Linked DNA regions of Mus musculus: region 1 is linked to region 2. Evidence: chromatin contacts called from public promoter capture Hi-C data. All regions are on one chromosome and are shown on one strand. Each heading gives the region's core, a stretch centred on a gene start, on an enhancer-like site or on the middle of the called end of the contact. The rest is flanking DNA. Distances are from core to core; before and after follow the strand shown. Region 1 has its middle 49 kb from the start of Gm40178. Region 2 has its middle 17 kb from the start of Gm30827.

What was found. Promoter capture Hi-C pulls out the DNA fragments that hold promoters and counts their contacts.
Region 1: a promoter capture Hi-C map of liver shows a contact between it and region 2, with 2.7 times the contacts expected there. The contact joins two enhancer-like sites. A contact is called at or near these places in 4 of 39 promoter capture datasets (the 3T3-L1 cell line, 3T3-L1-derived adipocytes, frontonasal cranial neural crest and 1 more) and 1 of 484 Hi-C or Micro-C datasets (the N1E-115 cell line).

What each region holds. Positions count from the first base shown.
Region 1 is chr3:150,349,452-150,355,812 of GRCm38.p6, forward strand. No RefSeq gene overlaps it. Among named protein-coding and RNA genes, the nearest start is that of Gm40178, 49 kb to the right of the region's middle. Within about 2 kb of position 3,055, at least 7 of the 459 cell types and tissues checked have an H3K27ac peak or open chromatin away from gene starts, as enhancers often do. A contact at or near this core is called in liver, where this site is marked.
Region 2 is chr3:148,979,308-148,985,099 of GRCm38.p6, forward strand. It overlaps a transcript of Adgrl2 not described here. Among named protein-coding and RNA genes, the nearest start is that of Gm30827, 17 kb to the right of the region's middle. Within about 2 kb of position 3,279, at least 15 of the 459 cell types and tissues checked have an H3K27ac peak or open chromatin away from gene starts, as enhancers often do. A contact at or near this core is called in liver, where this site is marked.

The DNA.
Region 1 (6,361 bases), core at 1,805-4,304, 1.4 Mb after region 2:
GTGGCCAGCCTCTCTCTGGATCATGGCCCTGAAGAAAAGTCCCCCTTGCTCAGCCAACACCCTTTGATTGCCAATAGCTCTTCAGCTCATTGTTGGATTAGAGACCTACCACTTCCATGCTGGGATCTGAGCTGATTTAAGCTTGCACAAGCTTTAAGCATGTCGTCATGGTCACTATGGGTGTACGTGTGCAACAGCACTGCCATAACTTACAAATATTTCCTATCAATGTAGGTTTTTACAACCGTATTGCTCCCTCTTCTGGAAGGTTCCCTGAGGTTGCGATGAGGGCTGATATAGATGGTCCACCTTAAGCTGAGTACAACACAGTCTCTCATTCTCTTCATATTGACCATCCATCCATTTTTGCATCAGTCACCATATGCTGTGGTAAGAAACTTCTCTGACACAGACTGGAATATGTCTTAATCTTTGGGTATAAGGACAGAATAGAAATTTTTCTGATACTACTTATTAATTTATGATCCGGTTATATATTTGCTAAAGTCTTCAAATGTAGGATACTTGGATATTTTGTGTATTTGTTTTTGCTTTTTATTGATTCTTTGTGAATTTCACATCATTTATTCCAAACCATGCATCTTCCTTTCCTCTCATAGTCACCCTCTACCTTTGAAACCTCTCCCACAGAGAAAAAAAAAATTCTTGCTGAAGCTGTAGTATGTTACAGTATGCCCCACAGTACACCCTTTTGTCCATATTTCTTTGCTTACAAGTATTTATTCCAATGTCTGATTGGTCTGGTATGAGGTCTCTGGCTTCTGCTATTCTGTCCAGACTGGAATCTCATTGGTTCTCCTATTGTATATCATGTTATTGCCCTGTATCATGGAGATCCTGTAGTTTTAGATCTGTAGGACCCGCCCCTTCATGGATTCCAGAAGTTGTTAAGTAGGGTAGATGTTGGAGATGGCCAATTCAAAGCCCTAGTCTGGATCTGAGAGGTATCTGAGCTGGTCAGTCTCTGGCTCCTATACACAGGGAGGTAGAGGGGAGAGCAGCTCACCAGCAACACCCACAACTAGGGCCAGCTCTACCCTGTTGCCCAGGGATAGTTCAGTACCTGTTCTCCCAAGTGTTGCAGCTGGTGAGGGTTGTGGCCAGTTCTCCTACTCTCATGACACCAAGGCCAACTCTGCAGCCTGCCACAGGTGGTGAGGGATAAGGGTGGGGAAGAAGGCATCTCTCCCTCCTCTGCACCCACCACCACAACTCCTAAATATGCTGCGCCATTCTCCTTTTCCATGCAGTACAACTGGATAGGGGCAAGTTCAACTCTCCTGGTCTCATGACCTCGGGGCCAGCTTTCCCATGATGCACAAGTGAGAGGCAAGGTCAGTTCTGCACAGCCCTTAGAAATTAATATGTCCCCTGGTGGCAGCCCAGACCAGAGGCGTGTGGTTGATCTTCGATGGTCACAGACCTTTGCTGCTTCAGGGCCATGGAACTAGACATGGCCCTCAGTGGCAGCACAGGCCAGGACCCCACCGAGGTCCCTGGTGGCATCAACAGTTGTTCACATCAGGCTGTTCCGCACTACCCTCTCATCTTCAGTTGTCTCTTCATTGTGTCTGTGTTCTTCTCTTTCTTATTCTCTTCCATTTCTTCACTCCTTACTTTTCTCCTCTTAGTAGTGTTCAGCAGGTCTCTGAATGTCTGGGGGTGTCTCATCTCAGGAGTGCTATACCCACTTGTGCAATATGACACTGGTCAGGAGTCATCTTGGACATGGTCTGACCCCTCCCCAGGCCTACTTGGGGCCCGAGTGGTGATCATCGCAGGATAGCCCCATGTCTAGGCCCGATGCCACCTGTCTGCTAGTCTGAGTATCTTGTTTAATACACAGTCAATCCAAGTGGCCTCTTCTAAGGGTCTTCGATCTCAAGTTCACTCCTGCCCAGACCGTTGGTCCCAGATGGGAACTTGTAATTTCCAGCTTGTTCCCCATCCTAGGAGCCTGTCCAGGCCTGCTTAGCCCCAGACTGGTGGTCATCTCAGGGCAGGAGGATAGGAGTGGGTGGGTGGGGGAGCACCCTCATAGAGGTGGAGGGAGGGGGATGGGGAAGGCGGTTTTCAAAGGGGAGACATGGAAAGGGGAAAACATTTTAAGTGCAAGTAAAGAAAATATCCAATAAAAAAATGCACCAAATAACAATATATATGTTGGAAAAGCACCATGCCCTTTTTAGTGCTGATTGAACACAAGACCACAAGGCTTGTGGGTAGCACTGGATCCACTGCTATCTGGAGTATCAGGGCTGCTCACTTGATCTTGAATTGCAATGAAAGTCAGTCCTTAAGCAATTTAAATGAAATTAGTTTATGCACTTAGGCCAAGTGGCAGCCCACTGTGGAAATGGAAACAGGTCAGTTTCCAGCTGCCATCACATAGGGTGACAGTGCAGATGAGGGACCAGAAACTACATTACAGCCACCTGAGTCAAGACAGACACTGTCAGGCTGCTGTCAGAGAAGACACTGGAGCACTGACCTCATCGTGAAAGTCAAGTTTGCAGGTCACAAGTTGACTGTTGCTCTCTGCTCTGTCATTTGTCTACTCCACGGGCACATTTCCTGGGTACAGTTACCTAACATTTGATGAAAACGGACATTGAAATGGAAAACTGGAGTGGTGATGAATTGTATGAGCATTTTGTGGAGCAGTGTACAGTCGACGACGGAGAGTACCCTGAGGAAGAGAAACCTGGGATGCGGTTCTTAAGACAATATTTGACTTCTCAGTGAATTTGCCTAGTTCAGGGCCTTGGATTACTCAAGAGATAACAACTCAGTGGTAGCCTGCGAAAGCTGTGTCACAGGAGCCCTGCTGCAGACCCAATCTCCCACTGTGACTTCACAGAGCAGCTCAGCCTAAAACAAAGAAAAACAAATGCCCATGAAAACCCAGCGAAAGGTCACAGAAAGGAGAGGCAGAACTCATTAATTTTTTTCCAGGCCCGAGGGTTCATTCTTTAAAATGTGTGCCACATTGGCACGTGCTGTTCACAGAGCGCTTTTCTTTTGTTTGAAAGCTTACCCTCTCCAGTTTGCCTTACCCAGTGCTGGCTGCCCTTCAGCTCCATGCCCTGGGGTTAGCTCAAGCAGCCTTGCAAATTCAAAACCAGGTGACTTTGTGATTCAGCCCAGGTGGGTCTGCCTCATGACAGAGTTTACTCCTTAAATAATTTTATACTGGTTAATTATTCATCTAAAATAGAAGTAAGTGCAAGCAATAGAATTCACATCATCACCTTACTAGGTAAATTCTTTTCTTTTTGATAGCTACAGCATTTTCATTGGACTTTTGGGAAGAATCCCAGTAAATTATTATCCCTGATATCTACATGTCGGTTCAGGCATTAGAGTCAGGTAATGAATTTGAAGTGGTACATACCTAAATTCGGACTTTGTTTTGTCTCCCTCGTTAATTTCTGTCTTCTTTCTCCCTGTCTATCTCCCCGCTCTCCGATCTCTCCCTCTTTCTCCTGTGTGTTTAGGTGCTTTATGCTTCCTTCACTTGCAGAGGCCAGAGGAAGGTGTCACAGCTTCCGTTCTGTCACTCTCAGCTTTACTCCCTGGGGACAGGATCTTTCCCTGCATTAGATGGTGGTAACCAGGTCTAGTCTATTGTCCTGCCTTAGCCTCTGACAGAGCAGGAGTTAGAGGTGTATGTGTGACCATGGGGCTTTGTATGTGGGTTCTGAAGATCAAATTCCCAAGCCTATGTTTCATGTTTTCTATCAGGTAGAGGAGAGGGAAATGTTGGAGAAAAGCTAGAGGAGGAAGATCGTCTAGGGGAGGAGGAGAAGGGAAAGGAAAAGAATAGGCTAAGTGTATAACTGTCCGTTTCCCCACTCACTTAGTAACTAACAGTGCCCATTTAATAGTTTAAAGATCTTAAGGACACACATTCAGAGTCACGAGTCTCCAAGTATGGGTTTAGTTTTCTACCCAGGTCTTTAGGTAAAAACATTTTCAGAAAATATTCCATTCTATTTATCAGTGGTATTAAAAACTTTTAAATGTAATTAAATTTTGCCCTTGCAACGTAATTAGTATACAGCATCATTATGAAAATACTGACTCAAAATATTGGAATTATTTCCAAGTCTGCTTGTAAGTCGTGTTTATTGAGACATTGTTGGCAAGCTTAATGACTGTCATTATTGGCAAAATCAACTGGTAAAAATCCATAGATCCAACTGGAAGAAGTGCAGATTGCCTGCATTTGTGATATCTTGAGATTCATATTTCATGCTTATGCAATAATAATGCAAATATTTTATAGATTTCTAACTGGGAGGTTTTGAGTTTCTCATTTTCATCAGCTATTCTTTTATGAAAATGACTTATTTTAACATTTGTTAAATATTTTAGTTTTCTCTCTAACTATGTGCATATGAATGTTGGTTCTTACAAGTACAAACAGTGCCAAGTAGGACCAAAGGAGGGTATGTGATTCCGAGTTAAATGGAGTTCATAGTGAGCAGTCTGTGAGTGCAGAACTCTGAATTCCTGGTTGCTATAAGAGCAGTATGCACTCTTTACCACTGAGCAATTTCTCCAGCACCATATTTTCATATGTTTTCATATAATATGCTCCAAGGTACTTATATCTTTTATTGGGGAAATCCATCATCAAATTATATCATTAGACATACATTGTAAAGCAACAGATAAAGGCATTTTTGTTAGGGGTATTCTTTTCATAAGTAAATTCATTGAAAGGGGAATGCATTTTTCTCCACAGTAAGGAGTTCTATAAACAGCAACTCTTTCATAATTTCCTATTAAAATGTGAGAATTCTGAAATATTTATTTTGAAAGGGAAAGATGCAAATTATTTTCTTTATGTTATAAGATAAGAAAGATAGCTCTTGTTGGCAAGCAAGATTTATTTTCACAATATCTTCATTAAACGTTTGTAGGTTTGTAATATAGATAATGTATTGTCTCTGTGTTCATCTTCATAAATTACAATTTCTAGAATATGTTGGCAAATAATAAAGTAAGAATGACACCTGAGTGCACAGGTTCAGATATTCTTTGCTGAGTATATGCTAGTGTCAACTTCACAGCTTGGGGACAAAGTTTGCTGCGGGGCAGTAGGCATGGGGGAATAAAGGGAGTGGGAGAAAACCTTGGTCCAGCCAGAGTTCCAGTGCTCTGGACGCAGAGGACTGCCACATGCTTTCCAAGCGCCCCTGGTGGGTGTCTGGCTGTGGGAAGCTAAGGACTCAGCCCGCAGGGGTAGACAAGGGGCAGTCCGAGGTCTCTGGTCCTCATGGAGGCTAACGATAGCAGGTTCTCAGTCTCAGACATCTCAGACACCTCTGGACACTGCGGAAGAGCTGAGAGCAAAGTGGAGGCCAGGTAGGCTCTGTCGTCTGGAGCCAAAGGGAAGAGAGGACAGGGAGAGAGAGGGCGCTGGGTGGTTCCCACACGGGCTAGTCCATGGTCTGGTCTGTGGCTGGAAGGCCTACCAGCAGTATATTAGACATGGCTCTTTAGGGAAAAGCCTATTCTATTGTTCAGGGATGGTAGGCCTTGATGAGCAGAAACAGTCTATGGTTTTAGAGCTTTATTGTAGAAAGGCAGGGAGAAGGAGAGAAGGTAGAAAGAGGGAGACCAGCCATGGCCACATGGAGAGAAGGGGGAAGGGACAGAGAGAAGGAGGGCTAGAGATGAGAGTAAGAAGGTGAGAGCTTAAAGAGAGTGAGGAGGGGTCAAGCAGCTCCTTTTATAGTGGGCTGGGCTACCTTGCTGTTGCCAGGTAACTGTGGAGAGGCATCTATCCAGGATGCCAAGAGATTGGGGCTTTATCTGCATAACTGATAGTTACAGAATTATGGAGTTGGGGGCTATGTGGTGTCAGGCATCTGTCTCTGGGAATGTGGCTCACTGTTCTGTCCCTTATAGAGTTTCTTTTTTTTTTTTTTTTTTTTTTTTTGGTTTTGGTTTTGGTTTTGGTTTTGGTTTTGGTTTTTCGAGACAGGGTTTCTCTGTGTAGCCCTGGCTGTCCTGGCACTCACTTTGTAGACCAGGCTGGCCTCTAACTCAGAAATCCGCCTGCCTCTGCCTCCCGAGTGCTGGGTTTCTTACTGGGTCTCCGGAAGCAAGCCTCATTCGACCAAAATAGGCTGCCTTTCTCAGCTCCACAGTTTGCCTAGAGATTTCTCTCTGCATCCTTGGTGCATTTGCAGTGCAATTTCGAAACTATGATATATTCACATATATATTTACACAAAAGTTGTAGAGATAGCATACAAGACATTTTTTTGTACACCCTCTACCAAACTTCTTCTTTTGACATAATAAATCTGTCAAAACTAGGAAATTA
Region 2 (5,792 bases), core at 2,029-4,528:
AACAAGGATGCACGTCTGCCAACATCACACAACAGGAAAGGGTGGGGAGCAGTTTCAAAGTCTTGGGGACAATGTGTTACCCCCAAAACTGCTGGGAAGACAATGTCTGATGCCTTCACTTCCAATTTCTCCTTTCCATCACCCATACCACCCCTTCCCAACATGTAAATAAGGACTAGAAACTGAAGCCAAATCTAACCTGCTCTGGCTTATATTAACTCATAAGCTTAGCAGCATTATTTTCTTTTTAACTCTTGTTTTGTTTGGCTTGGTTTGGCTTTCTAATACAAGGACTCCCTATAGAAGCCAGACTGATCTCCAGCTCATGGCAATTCTCCTGCCTCAGCCTCCTATGTCCTGGGATTACATTCTTCAATCGACATGTCCCACAAAGGAGATGCTTTCAAAAATAAAAATAAATAAATAAATAAAATAAAAAACATTGTTAATGAGCAAATAACCATTATAGGATGTGAGTGTGGTTCAGATACCTGCCTGTGCTGGGCTCCAGTTTTTTAACCCCAGACTGCAAAACTAACAAAAATATAAACAGGGGTTAATTTTCATGCTAATAACAGAAACATCACAGAGACAAAATTTTATTTCATTAGATTCCTCCCTCACCCCCAGGAAACAATAAAATAAGCGAAGGCATTTTAAAATGGAGGATGTAACAATATGTGAACTGCCTTTTGTGTACACTGTGGGTACCACAGCACTCACAACCAAATAGGCAAAGGGTGTTAGTGTTCCTCTTTATTCTCCTATTAAAGCAATCAGAGAAAGCACAACTAGCCCGGTATTTTATTCCCCACCACAGAAGCCCAGGGTATCTTAACTCTAGGCTATAATTTCTATTTGTTGACACAATGAAGTAGTTTTGTATCGTATCCATCTTTTTGTAAACATACACAGCCTATCAGTCTCCAGTGTGCCTTGTGTCGATTCACAGGAAGCCTTCAGCAAGCACCTGGCAACGAATGGCTGGAACATGGGACCAGAATCCAGCACTACCAAAGGATAGTCCCAACAGCCACAAGAAAACTGAGGACTTTAGGAACGAAAACAACTTTAAGGATCGAAAAATGAGGAGGGCAAGGAAGAAGCTGGGGATGGGACAATAGGGAGAGCCTTGCTTAGTAGCAACTAGAAGGCTCAATTCCTAGCACTGAGGGAAGGGGGGCGGAAATTAGTGGAGAAAAGGATGTGTAAGAAAAGTAATTTCAAATCAATAACCACAGCACCGAGCACTAAAAGACAGATGCTTTTAATGCAGAAGACTGAAATTTCCCTGTGGAAGGTATGTGTGGAATGAAAAAAGAAAAAGAAAAAGAAAATAAATGTTGCTTTTAAGGGAAGACAGAAAAATCATTTTTAACAACTCTTTCTCTACCTAAATGGAAGCTGGGAACTGGTTACATCATGGTACTCTACGGAAAATAAACACTAAGTACTAAGTTTATCAACATTGTGTCATGGTTCAGCCATCTTATGGCAAACTAGTAACTCTGGGTTACTATCCTCTAAGGGGGAAAAAAAAGCATTAGTCAAGACCAAAGTCCCGCCCCACCAGCCAACTGCCATTTTGACAGTAGTTGGGGTTAGATTGTTCTGCCGTCCAATGCTGGAGTACAGTCAGACGTATAGACCGGCACAGCAGTGTCACGGAGAGTGGCAACAGTGGGCAGTGTGGCTGCTTTATGGTCCAAAGGCTGAAAAGTCCTTGAAAGCAGAACAGAGCTGAACTCGCCAAATCATTTCCAAAGAGATGCATCAAGCAACCAAACAGAGTTTGGATTTTAAACTTGCATTAATTCTTAACCTAAAACTATCTAGAAATACCATTGTATCAAGAGGATCAGAATATAAATTGTTTGCTTTGTGTATATGGATGGCAAAGAATGGGGTTAAACGGTATGCTTTGATGGCTAAGCCATGCCTTTTTCATTATTTATTAGACTGCCCTGGCCCATCTTTTTGTCACTACTGAGCTAAAATTTCATTGTGCATATCAGAAAAGGACACAGGCTCTATATGCTTTTGTTCTGACAAAATAATATTGGTTGGATTTGATGATCTGTCTCAGGTTAAGCAACCATCTTAGCAGCTTCCACCATCCTTCACAGCCAAGGATTAACGTTCTCTTTTATCGCCATTTCTTTTTTTCTATCGGATAATTTAAAAATATATATCAAGGTTATTTAATATATTCTAGAATAGAATTAAAAATTGGTCATTGACTTAGGGGTGCTTCTCCGGCATGCTTCTCAACCCTGCACATCTGATTTTATGAAGTGCTAGATCCACCCCTTTAAAATGGCTTCGAGGGGGTCCAGGTTTTATCTTAGCCCATCCCCAGCTTTATGTGGGCTTCTTTTAAAGAAACTAATTGCAGTGCTGAAATTCAGAAATTGATGTGAGGTACCGTGTCTGCCTTTTAATGTTTGTAAGATGTTCCTCACAGATTGGGGCAAGGAAGGCATCAACGGCAGAACCAACTGGGACCCGTTTTCGTCCCCCGTTTTCATGCCCTGCCCTGATTAATGCCTTGCTCTGCAGAGGGAGACATTACATCCGGGCTAAGAGAGACCTAAATTTTACCCTCAGGCAGAAATCTGGTTTAAACATCTCTATTTAAAGTGACATTTGTCCTCCTCCTTTCAACTGGTTTCCCTAGAAATTCCAGGAAGTTGACTTCATGACCTAAAAACAGCCCGGTGGCTTTGGAGCAGCCCTTGTGACTATTACTGCAACTGGGTGAAGCTCCGTGGCAGAATGAATCAAGGTGGCCATAAAACAGGTGCCCAGCTATCTGTACTACTTTATTGTGCTCAGAATTTAAGATCGAGGGTTCCATATAACTCTAGTGTTGGTGATAAACGAGAGAGAGAGAGAGAGAGAGAGAGAGAGAGAGAGAGAGAGAGAGAGAGAGAGAGGGAGAGAGAGAGAGAGAGAGAGAGAGAAATCCTAAAGTGTTCCTGGGGCTGCTAACTGGCTCCTTTGTGATGGAGGGAGTTTCTTCAGATTCCTAAAATCATGCATAGCATTTCACAACACTGATCCAAAATATTAACTGATCAAAGAGTCTAAGAAAGCAACCTCTACAAGGAACGATAACACCCAAATGTACAGCTTCTCGCATGCTATCTGACAATTTCCGTGAAAATAAAAACAGGAAGAGAAAAGGGAAGAGATACATTAAAAAAAAAATTAACCCAGTAAGCAAACATGTGCATATTACAACAGAAGCCAACGCCCTCACACTGCTGGTGTGGCTTTTGATATTATTAAGCAATTTCAACACTGCTGGCAAGTTTCTACTAACCAAGGTAATCTAATTTCTGTTGCTTTTCAACCTAAATTGATTTTTTTTTTCCTTTTAGTTGTTCTGGTAATTGAACAAATTTATACAAGTGTGATGGGATTTTACTTACCACCACAATGCATAAAACCCTCTATGAAGACAAACACTATGACTTCATAGTGCTGTATTTTTGTTGTAATTAAACAAATTGTATCGGAATTTGCTTTGTGCTCCTCAGACATTTCCAAAGCATGTCCCATAACTGCACTCTATGGGAAGGTATTATGAGTTCAGTTCCTTAAACTGATTTTCCCCAGGGAGTATTTGCTTGTCAAATAAAAAAGGAAGGGGGGGGGAACACAAATAATAAGCTTTCAAAACTTATTGAATTAAAATTTGTTTTAGAAATATGCAGATTACTGCATTTAATGTATCAACCAATGACCTAATATATATGTGTGTGTGTGTGTGTGTGTGTGTGTGTGTGTGTGTGTGTGTGTGTGTGTTTAAAAGTATTTTTAGCTGATTGGACCTTTCTATTCTTATGGTCCGTGACCTGCCTAAAAATAACGACTTACATCAAAATTACATTAAGGAATTTCTCTAGTATATAACACATGCTTAAGAAAACCTACACATCAGATCCGGGTGACTAACTGAAGTCTAATAGGGCCCACTCACTCCTTGTTGGTGACCACTCAGGTCAGTATACTATGTGTTATGATTCACAGTACCTAATTACAGTAATTAGCCATCTATCTTTATATTAAACAAACCATTTCCTTAAGCTGTTCTTAAAGAATTTTTAAAAAAAAAAGCCAGTTCTTCACCCAATCTTTGAGAGCATCTCAGGCAACCGAAGATTTTACAGAATAGTCTCAGTCTACTTTTCTGATAAGATCACTCTAATTAGCGTAATCTGATGATTAAATGCCTTTTCAACCTTTAATCAGGAATTATTTGCAGAGATGAGTATTTGGGTATGCCTGAAGAACTAGTGTTATGTAACAGAAAGCCTAACCAACCTATGATTTTCATCTAGCTTCCAAGTAGAAATGTTTTAATCTTTGCTTAAAATAGTTCCAAAACAGTTGAGCCTGAGTGAACTGACTCGGAACTGACCAAGATACCTACAAGAATCTAAGTCCTTTTTCCGCTCAGCTACAAACATTGCTATTCTTAGTACGTCATCAAAACCTTCAATTTAGATAAGCATGCTTGTAAAACAGTCTTCGTCCACAACACACCTCATTTCTAGCACATATTACCTACAAAACTGTGGCGTTGTTTTACAAGAATCTACCCGATCAAATGCAGGCAGGTGTCAAATGACCCTTCAAGACTCAGAAGCAGATACAAAGAATCAAGATCACAAAGTGTAAGCTTCCTGCAGGGAAATTACTAAAAGTTGCACTTTGCAGGATGCTCGGTTCTTCTCTGTCCAAAACTGTTTGGCTCTTAACCGAAATCCACCTAGCCTGGGTTATAATTATCAGCACTTAGGTAAGTGATAAAGGTTTCGTTAAAATCAAACCAGAGTCTTGCTTCACAGGTGGGGTGCAGGTGAATGAAGATCACAGACAACAATAAATTTGTAGTGCTGCCTCTTGTCCATAACACATCTGGTAATGAACCATTGTTTAAGTAATTTTTCACAAAAGTTAGGTCAAATAAATATTTTCAGAGAAAGCAGAGCAGTAACGTTTTATTCCTGGGGTTTGCAGGTTGACAGTTCCTCTGACCTTCACCACATCTCTGTCCCTTTTCTCAGTTTGCCATGTTACTTAAGGACAGTAAATTACGACCTTAAATTTGTTCAGAAAGCACACAGAGTGAGTGCCAGGACTGATCAAAGTCCTAACCCGAAGTAAGTCTTGGTTTTGAAGCACTCTACTGCCCTGCATGTTCTGAGAAACACCCAGCAGCCCCGTGCTTCTGCTGAGGTGAGAACTACAGCACTGAAAACTCCCCAGTGCCCATCTGAAAGTAGGACTCTGGGCACTGCATGGGAGAGCTATGTATTCATATTCGCTTTCATGGCATTCGGAAGTTCTGCTGGGTGCTTTGATGTCACTCCACTAATAAAGCTGGGCGAAAAGCCTGGAAAACAAAAGTTATTTATTGGAAATTCTCATGTCAAAACTTGAAGTAATTGGTTTGGTCTAGCCCACATGATTCAATATTCCGAATTCCCTAACTACCTGCTCCCGGGGCTATCTGCATTTCTAAATTCGTTTTCTGTTGCCAACACTTACTACCCTAGTGATTGAAAATGTCAGCTGAAGTGCTTCGACGGCACGTTAGTTTTTCTTTAAGTTGCCCAATTTTGTCATCGAAAAGCAGAGAAATCTTATTTGCACTGCATTTTACACCTTTAGAGATTTGCCAAATCCAAGATCATATAAAAGGAAGAACAATGCTTTCAAGACAATTTTTGAATGATCACTAATAGCTCTCAACGACGGTGTGTTTTCTCCATAATACTTTG